2 separate regions of the Drosophila melanogaster genome follow, and region 2 is linked to region 1. Evidence: chromatin contacts called from public Hi-C data. All regions are on one chromosome and are shown on one strand. The core of a region is the stretch at or near the end of the contact, and the rest is flanking DNA. Distances in the headings are between cores, read along the strand shown. Region 1 holds the start of bap (bagpipe). Region 2 holds the start of lbl (ladybird late).

Region 1 (6,004 bases), core at 1,092-3,591:
GGGACGATATTGTGCAAAAGCGCCCGGGAAACATCGTATGTAAGTCAGTGGTTTGTGGGTCGCAGACGTCCGGCCCGACCTTTCTGACACATTGAAGCACTTCTATGTCGTCATTGAGTGGGCTCGTCATAGTCGGTCATCATCAGCGGCTTTCGGCTTTCGCAAGGCTCCGGCCACACGCATTCCACTTCAGCGGATCTCATCTCGAGGCCCTCATCCGCCAGATCGCTGTCATTCTGAAGGGTCTGAGAAGCCTCTCGCCTTCCCGCCCGCTGATGCGAATTGAGGTCATGTGGTATTAATTTATGTAACAATCGTTTAGTGGCTAAGCGCCTTTTGATGTATTCTTTTCAGAAAGCAGATCTCTTTTAAAATACTAAATACATTTTAAAATCTAGCAATGAGATCCCACCTCTATTTATTGTAGATTGATACTTCGTGGTTTGTTTCCTTTGCCAACATATTAAAATTAAAAATGAACCTTAACGTGAATAGTTTAACGTAAATAATTGTAAATTCCTTTGTGAAAAAGGAAAAACAAACCCAATCAATTGCTAACTATATAATAAGGCGACTTCAAAGAAGAATCAGTTAATATATCTCGTTGAAATATATGAACATGTATTGTTATAAAACACACAATAAATCACTATAAACCTTTGTACTTCTTCCAGGATAAGTTGATTATCGTTTTTCGAACTGCATTGTTTTAACTGCATGAAGTGAAGAAATTCAAGTGAAGCAGAAAACTCAAAACAAAAACCAAGTTTTATTTAATTCATAATTTTATTTAGCTCTCGGGTAGATACGACTACAACTTAATGCTACTAAAGCTATGGGACATCTATTGGTTACACATAGAGGCTAAAACACAATTTCTACGGCTATCACAAAAACGTAGCCCCGGTTCTCCTCCGAGACATGGTCACTCCCAACCTAGTCGATCTCCACATTCTCGTCAACATCCTCCGCCGCCGAGTGAACGCTCTCCGCTCCGCTCTCGACGCTCATCATCTGGCCATTGGGACTGGGACACGGCGTTCGCTGGGGACGCACTGCACCCGGGATGGGGATGGGAACTGGCGATGAGGACGCCGAGGATGCAGTCACAAAGCTGGAACTCTGGGTTGGTGGCGGTATGGGTTGCGGCACCTTGTGTTGCGGGTAGAAGTACGGGAATGGCATCTGCATCTGTGGCAGCGGAAGTCCGCCGTAGGCCAGCTGCAGCTGATGGCGGTAGATGTTGATCAGGGCGGGATCGAGGCCGTGTCCAGCACCGGGAGCAGCCATGTGAGCGTAGGTGGTGCTGCCATCCTCTCGCACCAAGACTTGGACGGGAACCCTCTTGCTGGCACCCAAAAGGGCGGCCTCGTGCTGCTGGATCTGCTTGCGCTTGGTCTTGTAGCGGCGGTTTTGGAACCAGATCTTCACCTGGGTCTCCGTCAGGCGCAGGCTCTTGGCCATCTCGCTGCGTTCCGGACCGGACAAGTAGCGCTGTTGGGCAAAGCGGCGCTCCAACTCGAAGACCTGGGCGTGGCTGAAGGCGGCACGCGACCGCTTCTTGCGGCTCAATCCACTGCCGTCGTGGGATAGCGGCGACTCCGAGGGGGAACTGCTCAATGGCGGTGGTGAGTCGCAGTCTGTAAAGGGAAAATTACCAAAAGTTAGCATACATCCTATACAAAAGGCCAATGAATAAGTAGCGTTCTTTTCAGAGTCCATTAGAGCCTGAATGGCGTTAATTTCGTGCAGGTTACTTACCGGAATCGTTGCTGGTGCAGCGTCTCATGTCCAAAGGAGCAGCGAGGGTGGATCCAAAATAGGCCAATTTGCGCTGCATGTAGTCGGCGGCACTGGAGTTCGATGTGCCCGTTGCCTGGTGATGGTGGTTATTGTTGTCCATCGCCGCCGCATAATACTGCAGATAGTTGCTGGGTTGCCTGGCACTTGGTTGGATCTCCTTGGGTTGGGTCAGCTTGTAGAGGCCGAGATCTCGGCAGCAGAGTGGCGGCGACTTGGAGATCGATCGCTCGCGATCGGAGGAGGGTTTCAGCTTTTCCGGTTCCGGTTCGGAGTCCACGCTGGACATGCGACGTGTTTCCGGATTGCTGCGCGTTAGGATATCGTTGATGGAGAAGGGCGTGGTGAGCGATTTGCTCAGACCCGCCATCGCAGCACTGACACCCGCGCTTTCCATATTCAGCATTTTTCGAATTTTCTGAATATTTCGGATATATATATATAGGTATTGTCTTTGGCCTTTCCGACACTTGTTCACTACGGATTTCTATTGATTTTCCGATCTTCACGACTCGAGGGCTGCGCAGCGAATGTGCTTCAACTGGGCGCTCCGGGCTGTCTTTAAATAGTAGCCGAGATCCCCGGCGAGATTCACTCGGTCTCACGGAGTGGAAATGTGCGCCGTACTCAAGTGGCTCGCCGGCATCCGTGGGGGTGGAAACTGGCATTCGACTCCTGCCATTGGTGGATCCGAAACCTAGCTGGAGAGCCTTTGAGTTTCCTCTCAAGTGCGTAAACAAAGTCGGTCGTAAATGGCTACGGTTGCTGCCACGTACTTGTATGGTGCGCCTTAACACGCGGGGAGTGCATGCATCCTGTTTATTGTTTATAGCCCGCTAACTGCTCCTCGGTGTTTTGTCTTCCACATTTTGGGTACAGTCCTCCGAATGGGTTTACATACTAAACCCATTCCCATCTCAACTCATTGTTTAAACGAACGATTTGTTTAGAATTTAAATCATTCGGAAACAATCAACCGTAAACTCCAACTTTTTAGTGTAAGTAGGTTAGTTGGGTCATGGGATTGTTTGGAATCGTTAGCCAAAAACTAAACAATACTTTAATGGGTCTAACCAAAAATATTTCTTCGTAGCTGCCTACTTCAAGTCGAGCATTCGAACTACAATACATAATATAATCACGTATGCCACTTGCTTACATTATGACAAATTATTAGGCAGCTAATATCTTAAAATTCTATAAATTATTTTACTGAACCAAATATTATTTTAATAAATCCAGCCAGCTGGTGGAAAAGTAAGAAAGCCATATGAAGTATTTACCTTACATAGCTTTTAAATTAATAAATAAAATCTAAAACAGATGGTTTTATAGTTTTAAAATAGATAAAAATTTAGGCACTTATTTGCAAAGTGTTTCATAATTTTTTATACAGGCCGTAATGTGTATTAACTAAGCAAATGAAACTAAAATAATAGTGCTTTTAACATGAACATAACTAAATCAAACCAGCGAAAATGGCTAAGACTGAGATTTCAGAAACTATAGTTCACATTATAAGCAACTGGTTAAGTAGTTAACCTGGGCAAATATTCCAGAGATCACTCAAAGAGTACTCAAGGTAAGTTCTTCTCATTGGTTGGCATGGAGCCCAAAGAGCGCTGATTGGATGCCCGGAGGCTGTGGCAACATGGCTGCCCACTCAGTCCGAAAGGCACTCAACTGATTCACTCGAATCGAGTGGCATGTGGGATGCTGGGATGTTCGGATGCTGGGAACAAATCCGAGCGAAACGAGCACGCGTTCTCATCGCCTCGCCGCCTGGGGTGGCTTTTGTGCCTTTTGATTCCGGATCTCGGTGCGATTTCTGCTCTCCACTGCACTTCACACCTTCGGGCTATAATCTTTTTATTGCCAATTCAGTGGCTCTTAAAGCCGCGGGCGCCGCAAAGTCAAGCCAACAATGGAAGACCAGCGCGAAAGTGATGGAAGTGAGCGGGGTGAGTGGGTGAGGGTTCCGTGTTTTGCGGTCAGATTTGAGTAACCAATTCAGGACCAAGTGCGGTGTGCAATTGGAATGGATCGGGGCAGGAACTGCTACTCGTTATACCATTTCGCCTGAATGGGTTTCGATAATACTCGAGTAATTAGTATATAATGATGCTTGTGGCAGACGCACGCGCCCAAGAGACGCGACTCTCCGCTTGTGTTGTCGCTAATTTTGTTAGCTTCTTTTGCTGATGCGATTACCCTCGAATGGAGCAGGTATTCAATTACATAAAAGTGGAGGGGGCCGAGTAAATCCATCCCACCCCTATGATGAATTGGCATTTTCAATTAAATTCGACAGTTTCTTGTTTGATTTCCGAATGCCCATCGCCCAGAATTCTTGCAGACTTGTTGTCCTTGTGGTATTGAGTTTTATTTAATGGTTTATCAAAAGCCACTTCAAATGTTTGCCTTTCCCTGCTTTTCATTACCATTCATGGATCTGGCTGGGAAACCTGATCTCCTTGTGCCACTTTAATGTTGAATGGGGACAAGTGCTTTTCTACGTTAAGTTTGCATTGATTTTGTCTCTCACAAAATAGAAAATATTTAAATTCATAAGTACGGCTGCTTATTCCGTTCTTGAAAATAATATCAATATTAGTATTCATGTATTTTTATAATATAAAATGTATTTTCTTTTATATTTATGTGTTAAAATAAAATACGTGATTAAAGTTAATTGGTTACTATCTGTGTTGTAAACTGGGTTGTGAGCCATGCATTTCATGATTCCTTACATAATCAGCATAAACCATACATAAGCAGCAGTTAAAAATAAGTATGCCAGAAAAATTGGTAAACAATGAATTAATTTAATAAGTCAGTTGGCTTAAAACAGGACCTACTTTTTTATTATTACGATCTTGATAATATCGATACTGTCGTCAACTATAATGCTCAAAATATAAATACGCTACAGTAGTAATATGGAACACTAAATACTAGTTCTGCTTATCCAGACACACAATTAAATGTCTTATTGCTTAATTTCACTTAAAGAAATTATGTTAATTTTTATCGCTTTTAAAACGGCAGCTCAGTGTGACCAGATGAGATAAAAAACATAAGTATTTGACACAACAAAATTCTCTACATCTGTTCAACAGAGCCTTGTACACGTCTACACTTTCAGCGGTTTTAGTCTTTGCTTAAGTCGGAGACTTTATATGGAGACTATTTAGGGAGAATTTCAAAATTCTACAAAGGTTCATTATTTTTGAATATATCATTTGACTCATAGATTAATGCAGATGCCGAAAAGGGGACATATTTTCCAAAGTTTGAGGTTAACTTAGAATTGGGAATAGGATGTGCTAGTTATTCTTATCTAGCAGGAGAACAAAAATAGAACGCGGAAAGATAAATTTAACCGTAAAACATCGATAAAGTAATTAGTTAGCGCTGGCGGCATTCGTTCAAAAAGCCACCATCCGAGGCCGCCAGAAGCTCACACCCCAAAACCACTTCATCACCGCCATTGGACACCGACAACTTCGTGACGCCAGGACTCCGACTAGAGGATTTAGTGTCGGTCATCAGTGAAATATAGTTTGGTGATAGCACCAAGGGGTGGGGTCGATGCTTTACTCAAATAACTTGGCCAACATTGATATGGTTAAGTACAAAGCGAAGACAAAGTACAAAGCGTCCAATACGCATTGAGATTCTGAGGCTTTTTTCAATGCTTTGGATTTGTCTGCTTTGTTAATAACAACAACTTTCGGTTAATAACGTTATGGCTTCATATCAAAAATTGATAAGGATCGCTAGCCGATACAATGTGGCGATATCCATCTGTACATCCGATTGCCCAACCATTTCTCGAACTTTAGTTGTATTAATAACAAATAATATCCGGAAAAGAAGTATTTTCCGTTAAAATAAAAGATTTGATAAGGATTCTTTATACATTAAAATATATATATACTTTATAGGAAAAGAAACGCTTTCTTTTCCTTGCTTTTCATCGGATATAGTATACGCTCTTACTCTATTCTATAAAAAGTCAAACGCGAATATATCTGTTGAAATTTCTCTATTGATATTGATTGGGATTGTATTATGTTCAACTGTTTGCATCGGTGCCTTAGATTGTTTACAAAAATCGAAAGTAGAATAGGATGCTGACATTACCGGCGGAAGACCCTCGATTTTCATTGCCAAGAGGCATCTTTCAGTGGAGCGAATTGAA
Region 2 (6,004 bases), core at 1,647-4,146, 45 kb before region 1:
GATATCCAACCTGATCGATAAGGATTTAGATTCATTTAACAAAATCGGCTTGTAATATTTTCTCTCTGTGTGGTCTTGCGGCTTCGCCAAACTACTTAAGTTGAGGGATCTCCGGTGCTGGTCTTAATAGACAGACGGATCCGATCCGCATTGACAAATGTTGTTCGTCGCGTTCAGTAAATTGTTTTCGACATTTTCGTGTCGCATTTGTGGTCGAAATCTGCATAATGAGTTGGCAAAACGCTGACAGCTGTCCCAAGTGTCGAAGATTACTCGATGATAAGGCGAGGATCGCTTTGGCCATAAGCGCATTCGTCACAGATTCTCCTTCTTCTTTCGGGCGCAGCTGAAAGGTTGAGGTTGGCTTGAGGATAGCTGCGAACTGGCTATAATTGGCATGCAGTTTTGGGAGCGCTGAGCGCTGATTGTTGACAACTGGCTGGCACAACTTCATCATCGTCAGCCACGGGAAGCGAACTCGATCTCGAGCTCTGGTGAGGATCGGATCGGAGCGACTCGGCAAAACAAAGGGCGACATTAATGCACTGCCAGCAGCACTCTCGAAGTCGCCGAAGGGGCGTGACGAATTTGACACAACGGCAATGACTTTATTAACAACTGACTCCTGCTCCGACATCCCCGATCACCCTGGCAGAAGCCACGGCTCAAACCCCCGTCCATCCCCGCCCCGGGCAATATGACAATATGACAATGTACACAAATACACGAGGACCGTGGTGAAGAGAGCTCTCCGGGGATTTGGGCTTGCCAGATGCGACAATAAACACTTTTGCTATTTATGAGGTTTAAATGAACACGGGTCCGCCATCTTGGGTCGCCTAATGAAAGGATATAGAGCCGATACATTTGGCTTATGAATTTGCAGAATTAGAGGCGTGTCGGATCGGTTGAATGGGAATGGATTTGAGTGCCGGCTCGAGTGGTTCGCTTCCTAGGGGCGATGGCTAATTATGATTGACAGGGCGTGTCTCGTCTATTGAGGCGCCCAATTAAGAGTCGTTTTATAATTGATTTTGAATATGAAGGCAATAGCGATAGCGAATGTTCCCAAGCCCCGTCAATTTCTCACTTCCAAGGCAAGCGAAAGGAGAGAATGCCCTGGCTCGTCAACTTTAGTCAGTCAAGTGTAGGCATTAATCAAACATCGCGGCCATCTTGCCACCAAAATAGGGGGCAGTCGAAGGGATTGGAGAAGGGCCCTTATGCAAATTCAGCGTCATAAATTGCGATGTAGGGTTCGGGTAAAATACATCTAAACAACACCCTTTCAAGAGACTGAATAAACTGGATTTTATATTAACATACTGTGCTACTCATTTTGTCAGCTGGGTACCTGTGTACTTTTGCTGGATCAAGTTATTATTTTGTAATTTTATACGTTAAACATTAAAAGCTAATTTGCCCATACTATGTAGTGTAAAAGTCCAATTTGTTGTAAGCCCTTGATGAGCCCAATAATCATTGGTAATTGATGCTCCGCGCTTTAATAAACAGATACAAACACAAATTTGTTGAAATTGCCACTTCCCCTGATTTCTTTTCCCATCTCGAAATAATCAATTATACTCGTTTTCAAAGGGCAGTGTAGAACCCATTATCGATTACGGCTCGCCAGTTACATCATTTCACTTAGCCGACTCTTCAGTCACATTCCCACCGGCAAAGGGCGCAATGCAGTTAAATAGACATTTGCATGCAAAATTCAAGGAAAAGCGAGAAATAAAAAAGAAAACCAGGACAAACAGCGGAGCGAAATTGAATAAAAAACTGACACTGACAAACAAACGAAGCGAGGCGCATACAGGGCGCATACGTGATACAACGAGCGGACCAAAGTTGCAATCAATTTGGAAATGCATTGAGTTGAGCTGTGGAGTGGGAAGCGAGGGAAGTGGCAAGACAAACGAATGTGTGCCAGCAAAATGCACTTAAACAAATGGAAATATAAATGGGAAAATATAAAATAATATAATCATAAATTGTGTGTAGAGAAACTAACTAACTAACAAGATGCAGCTAGTTATTAGATCTAACAACGATCTCAAGTTAACAAGTAATAAATGTGAAGAGCAAAGTAACTGTCATGTTGTGCCATTTATAGGTTATTACTTTTGAGGTGCAGAATTCGTTCGCTTTTTAATTTATGTTGAGGAAGTTTGAGGGAGAAAGACATTTTTACATTACTATAATATTTTTCATAGGCACATCTATTTATGACAAATAAACCTCTTTCAAAAAGACGTTCTTGAACGAAGGATTGTCAGTTCGGGGAACTGTTTTTCCCAGTGCATCAGAGGTCTCGAAACACGGATTCGAAGAGGCTTGTTTTTCCAGTGGAAAATAGATGAGGAGTCGAAGCCAACGGTACAACGAGACATCATTATTGATGACAATTGAGTGGGCCAAAAGAGAGCTGCGAAAAAGCGGGTGAGCCAACAATTACGATAATTAACGCAGTCAGTCGCCTGGAAAGCGACGGGAAAGAGAGGGAAATAGTGCCGCCCCAGAGAGAGAGCGAGAATGAGAGAGAGAGAGAGAGGGAGGAAAGAGAGCGCATGTCAAATTGTACAAATTAATGACGTTCGCACGTTGACAGCGACTTTTGGTCGGGTGAGGGGGTCTGTATGGCCCTCGACCAACTGCTATTGGTCCTCTGGTTAGCTCTCCCTCTCTCCATCTCTCTCTTTTCTGCTGGCACGCCCCCTTGGCGAGAGCGAGGCGGCGTTTCCAATTAGACAAGCTGCGCAGCTGCGCGAGTCCGTGACGTCATGGGTGCCAACCAGTTTGGAGGCCCCAAAAAGCAGTTGAGAGAGCTTGGCCAAGAAAGAGAGACAGAGAGCCGAGCAGCATTAGCATCGCATTCTGGCCACGAGCCATTTTCGTTGTTGGTGTTTGTGTTGCACGTTGTGCCGACGTTTTTCGTGTGACAGCCGCGCGTTTTGCCGACGCGTTTTTAATCGCCCGTAGAAAAGAGTTTGGAGCTAAGCCGTAAGGATACAGCCAGGATGTGCTGAGTGGCCAAAGGAAAATACACCTAGAGATGCCGCAAAGAACTCCCAGTCCCGCTAACTCTGATGTTTCGGTGGGTTCGCCCAGTCCACCGCCTCTGAGATCGTTGAATATGAAACGATTGCGGCTTTTGAGGAGTCCTATTAGCCTGGAACATGACCGCCAAAAGTCATCACCCGTCAGGGTCAAGAGCTTTTCCATTGCCGATATCCTGGGGCGAGGGCATGAAGAGGATCGTGTGGAGAAGAAGCCGGAGAGAATTGCCATTCCCAATGCTTTACCAGGAGTACCTGCTCCATTGGCTCTGATCAACGAAAGATTGCAAATACCCTTGGTGCCGAATTGCCCTCCGCCGGCTGCACTACATACATTTTTATCGCCCGCTTTGCTCCACAGCTATGAGCAGCGACTGGCCTGGGACTACCAGCGCCAGCTCCAGGAGCACTTCCAGGCACAGGCGCAACTCCTCCGGCAGATGACCCTGAATCCCGCGATCATTGCCTCCGAGGACGGCAGTTCAGAGCGTTCCCAGCGATCAAGCAGCAGCAATGGCAGCACCGAATGCTGCAGTCCCACCCAGGCGGAAAAAGTGGAAAAACGTTCCCAAGAGGACAGAATGGAGGTTCCTAAGAAGTCGCCCGAGGAACAACCAAAGGGGGCCAGCAAATCAAGTGGAGACACTCCCTTGGATGCCCTCTTCCAGCTGTCCACCAAAAACTTTGACGAAGAGCAGGGTGAGTAGTTTTCAAGAGAAAATATATTCCTCTAAATCCAAACAGAAGAAGACTTTGCTTTTAAACTGCGGAACCCAGTGGACAACCAAAAATCATATTCTTCATATTTACTATATGTAAAAAAGTACAAACAAAATTATAGTGCAGAGATAATAGATATTTCATCAGCTTTTTCTCAAGTTTTATCAACACCCCTGAGTATATGAGCTTTTTGTTATATATGATTGGAATATCTTCAACATAAAAATATCCACAAACTGTAGAATTACTTACTCCGCGTTCACCTCTGTGTGCACAACCGCAATCAAATTACATTTTAATATAAACTGATTTCCCAACGAGACCCATCATAACCATTAGCCTGGCCAGCGATTGATCAATTGTTGTCATTACGTCTTGATGAGATTCTGCTTAAGGCGTAAAAACAGTAGTGAGGTCAGCCTGCTCGTCCGAGGTGGCTAAATCAATTTCAGGCCAGCCGGCTGGCAGCTCGCTCGGCATCGCCTTTGATGGCAATTGCCTTTCCCAGACCCAGACCCAGTCCCAGTCCCATACCCATACCCAGATCCACTCGAAGGCCCCAGCCCGGTCATATGATGATGCTCTAGCTGCGGCGAGCTGCTGCTCCAACTCGAACTCAGACTCCAGCTGATGGCTGATGTCTGATGGCTTTGGCGCATGCGTATCGTTCGGCATAATTTGCTTAGCGGCGTTGATTTCTCGTTAAGTCGCAGACGCAAACCGATTTATCCCACACTCGGAATAAAAACAGAAACTGCCGGGAGTCACTGGGAAAACTATTCCTCATAATATCTTCGTTTGGAAAACACATCACCTTGATACAAATTATTGTACAAACAACTAACTAAGAGTATTTAAAAATATCCTGAACGGAACATTTCTTTATTTATTATATCTGCAAATCAATTTCCATCATTTTTCGGTGTAAAACAATATTGGCCATGAATGTCTATTAAAATATCTTCCCACAGCGGCTGTCATATTTTTTCCGAGTGCACTGACCAGCAATCCATCAGCGAACCCATGGTCTGCGCTTTTGTTCATCAGCTACTGAAATTGAATTTACGCGCCGCACGTACATCAGCCAATTGGTTCGTGCTCCACTCTAGATTGCCGCATTGCCGGATTGCTGAGCTGTTGGGTTGTTCGGTTGCCACAGAGCCATCTAATCAGCACCAGCTGATTTGATCGGTTGATCAACTGCTACTGGCATTGAGTGCCGCCCGGGATGATTATGATTATCGCCGAGCTGCACTTAAGCGCCGCAGTTTGCGAAAATTGTATTGCTTTTTCCCAAGACAGCATCCGGTGTGGAAGTGGAAGAGAAGACGCGAGGTTGGCCATGGACTGAACCCTTTCTACGGCTGCCTCCTGCAATTTGCCCGGCTGATCAAAAGCCGTAACCGGCCAGTTGAGGGAAAGATCTGAGACACTTCCGCCTGGTAATTAGGAGCAGCGACAACTCCCATTGCAACGCCATCGTAGCCCCACTTGGGGCTTGGGCCTGCTCACCGCTCATGACGATTGCCGGCAGATAAGCCATAAAGAGGCCCAGGCAGCACATACAAAATAATTACAATGAAAATGGCTGAAAAGTTGCAGCTATTTGAACAATGGACCTGTCGTTAGGTCTTGTCAATTACGCGTAGATACCTGCCACATTACGTCACCGAAGAATGGGTACCCTTTAACACGTTTCAGCAGAGTCGAATGTTGCCAGAAGGGTTTCTTTCTTTTAGATCGTAGAACGGTTTCCTTACATTTTCTCAGTTAGTATGTAGAATTTCTATGGTTCCGCCAATTGAAAATGGAAAGTGGATAATTACTGGGGGAACTACCCTCTTACAGGGTATACCGGCAAACGGATGGCGACTTGGGCACAAAGAAAGCCCGGTCGTGGGGCGATCAGCACGGTCGGTGGCTGCCGCTGAAATGTGGGCTTGATGAAACGCCAAGACAATTGGCACAGACAGCCGCGTTATTGAACGCACAAACGGCACAGAGCGGCGGATGCATCCCTAATTACAATTTAATTACTAAAACTTTTCCCACTTGACAAAAAGGCGGCGGCCATGGCAGTTGAGGACCAGAACACCAGAAGACCCAAAGACTGCGACGCAGCCGAGCATGAACCACAAACGCACCGCAACCAGATACATTGACAGGCCCTAGACACACACACACACACTTCGGCCACAATGATGATGGCTCTTCGGGTT

Evidence for each region. A called contact is a pair of places that touch in the nucleus more often than the background predicts.
Region 2: a contact with region 1 is called in a Hi-C map of the S2 cell line, with 2.6 times the contacts expected there. A contact is called at or near these places in 33 of 107 Hi-C or Micro-C datasets (the Clone 8 cell line, the Kc167 cell line, the ML-DmBG3-c2 cell line and 12 more) and 2 of 7 datasets of targeted methods (both in the Kc167 cell line).

The regions. Positions count from the first base shown.
Region 1 is chr3R:21,385,217-21,391,220 of dm6, reverse strand. bap (bagpipe) reads right to left here and starts at 2,341. Exons shown (of 2, transcript NM_169958.2): 1 at 1,762-2,341; 2 at 772-1,640. The coding sequence starts at 2,206. The coding sequence ends at 937.
Region 2 is chr3R:21,431,025-21,437,028 of dm6, reverse strand. It overlaps lbl (ladybird late), which reads left to right and starts at 2,896. Exons shown (of 3, transcript NM_079710.4): 1 at 2,896-3,764. The coding sequence starts at 3,062. It overlaps lncRNA:CR44089 (long non-coding RNA:CR44089), which reads left to right and starts at 328. Exons shown (of 1, transcript NR_074037.1): 1 at 328-678.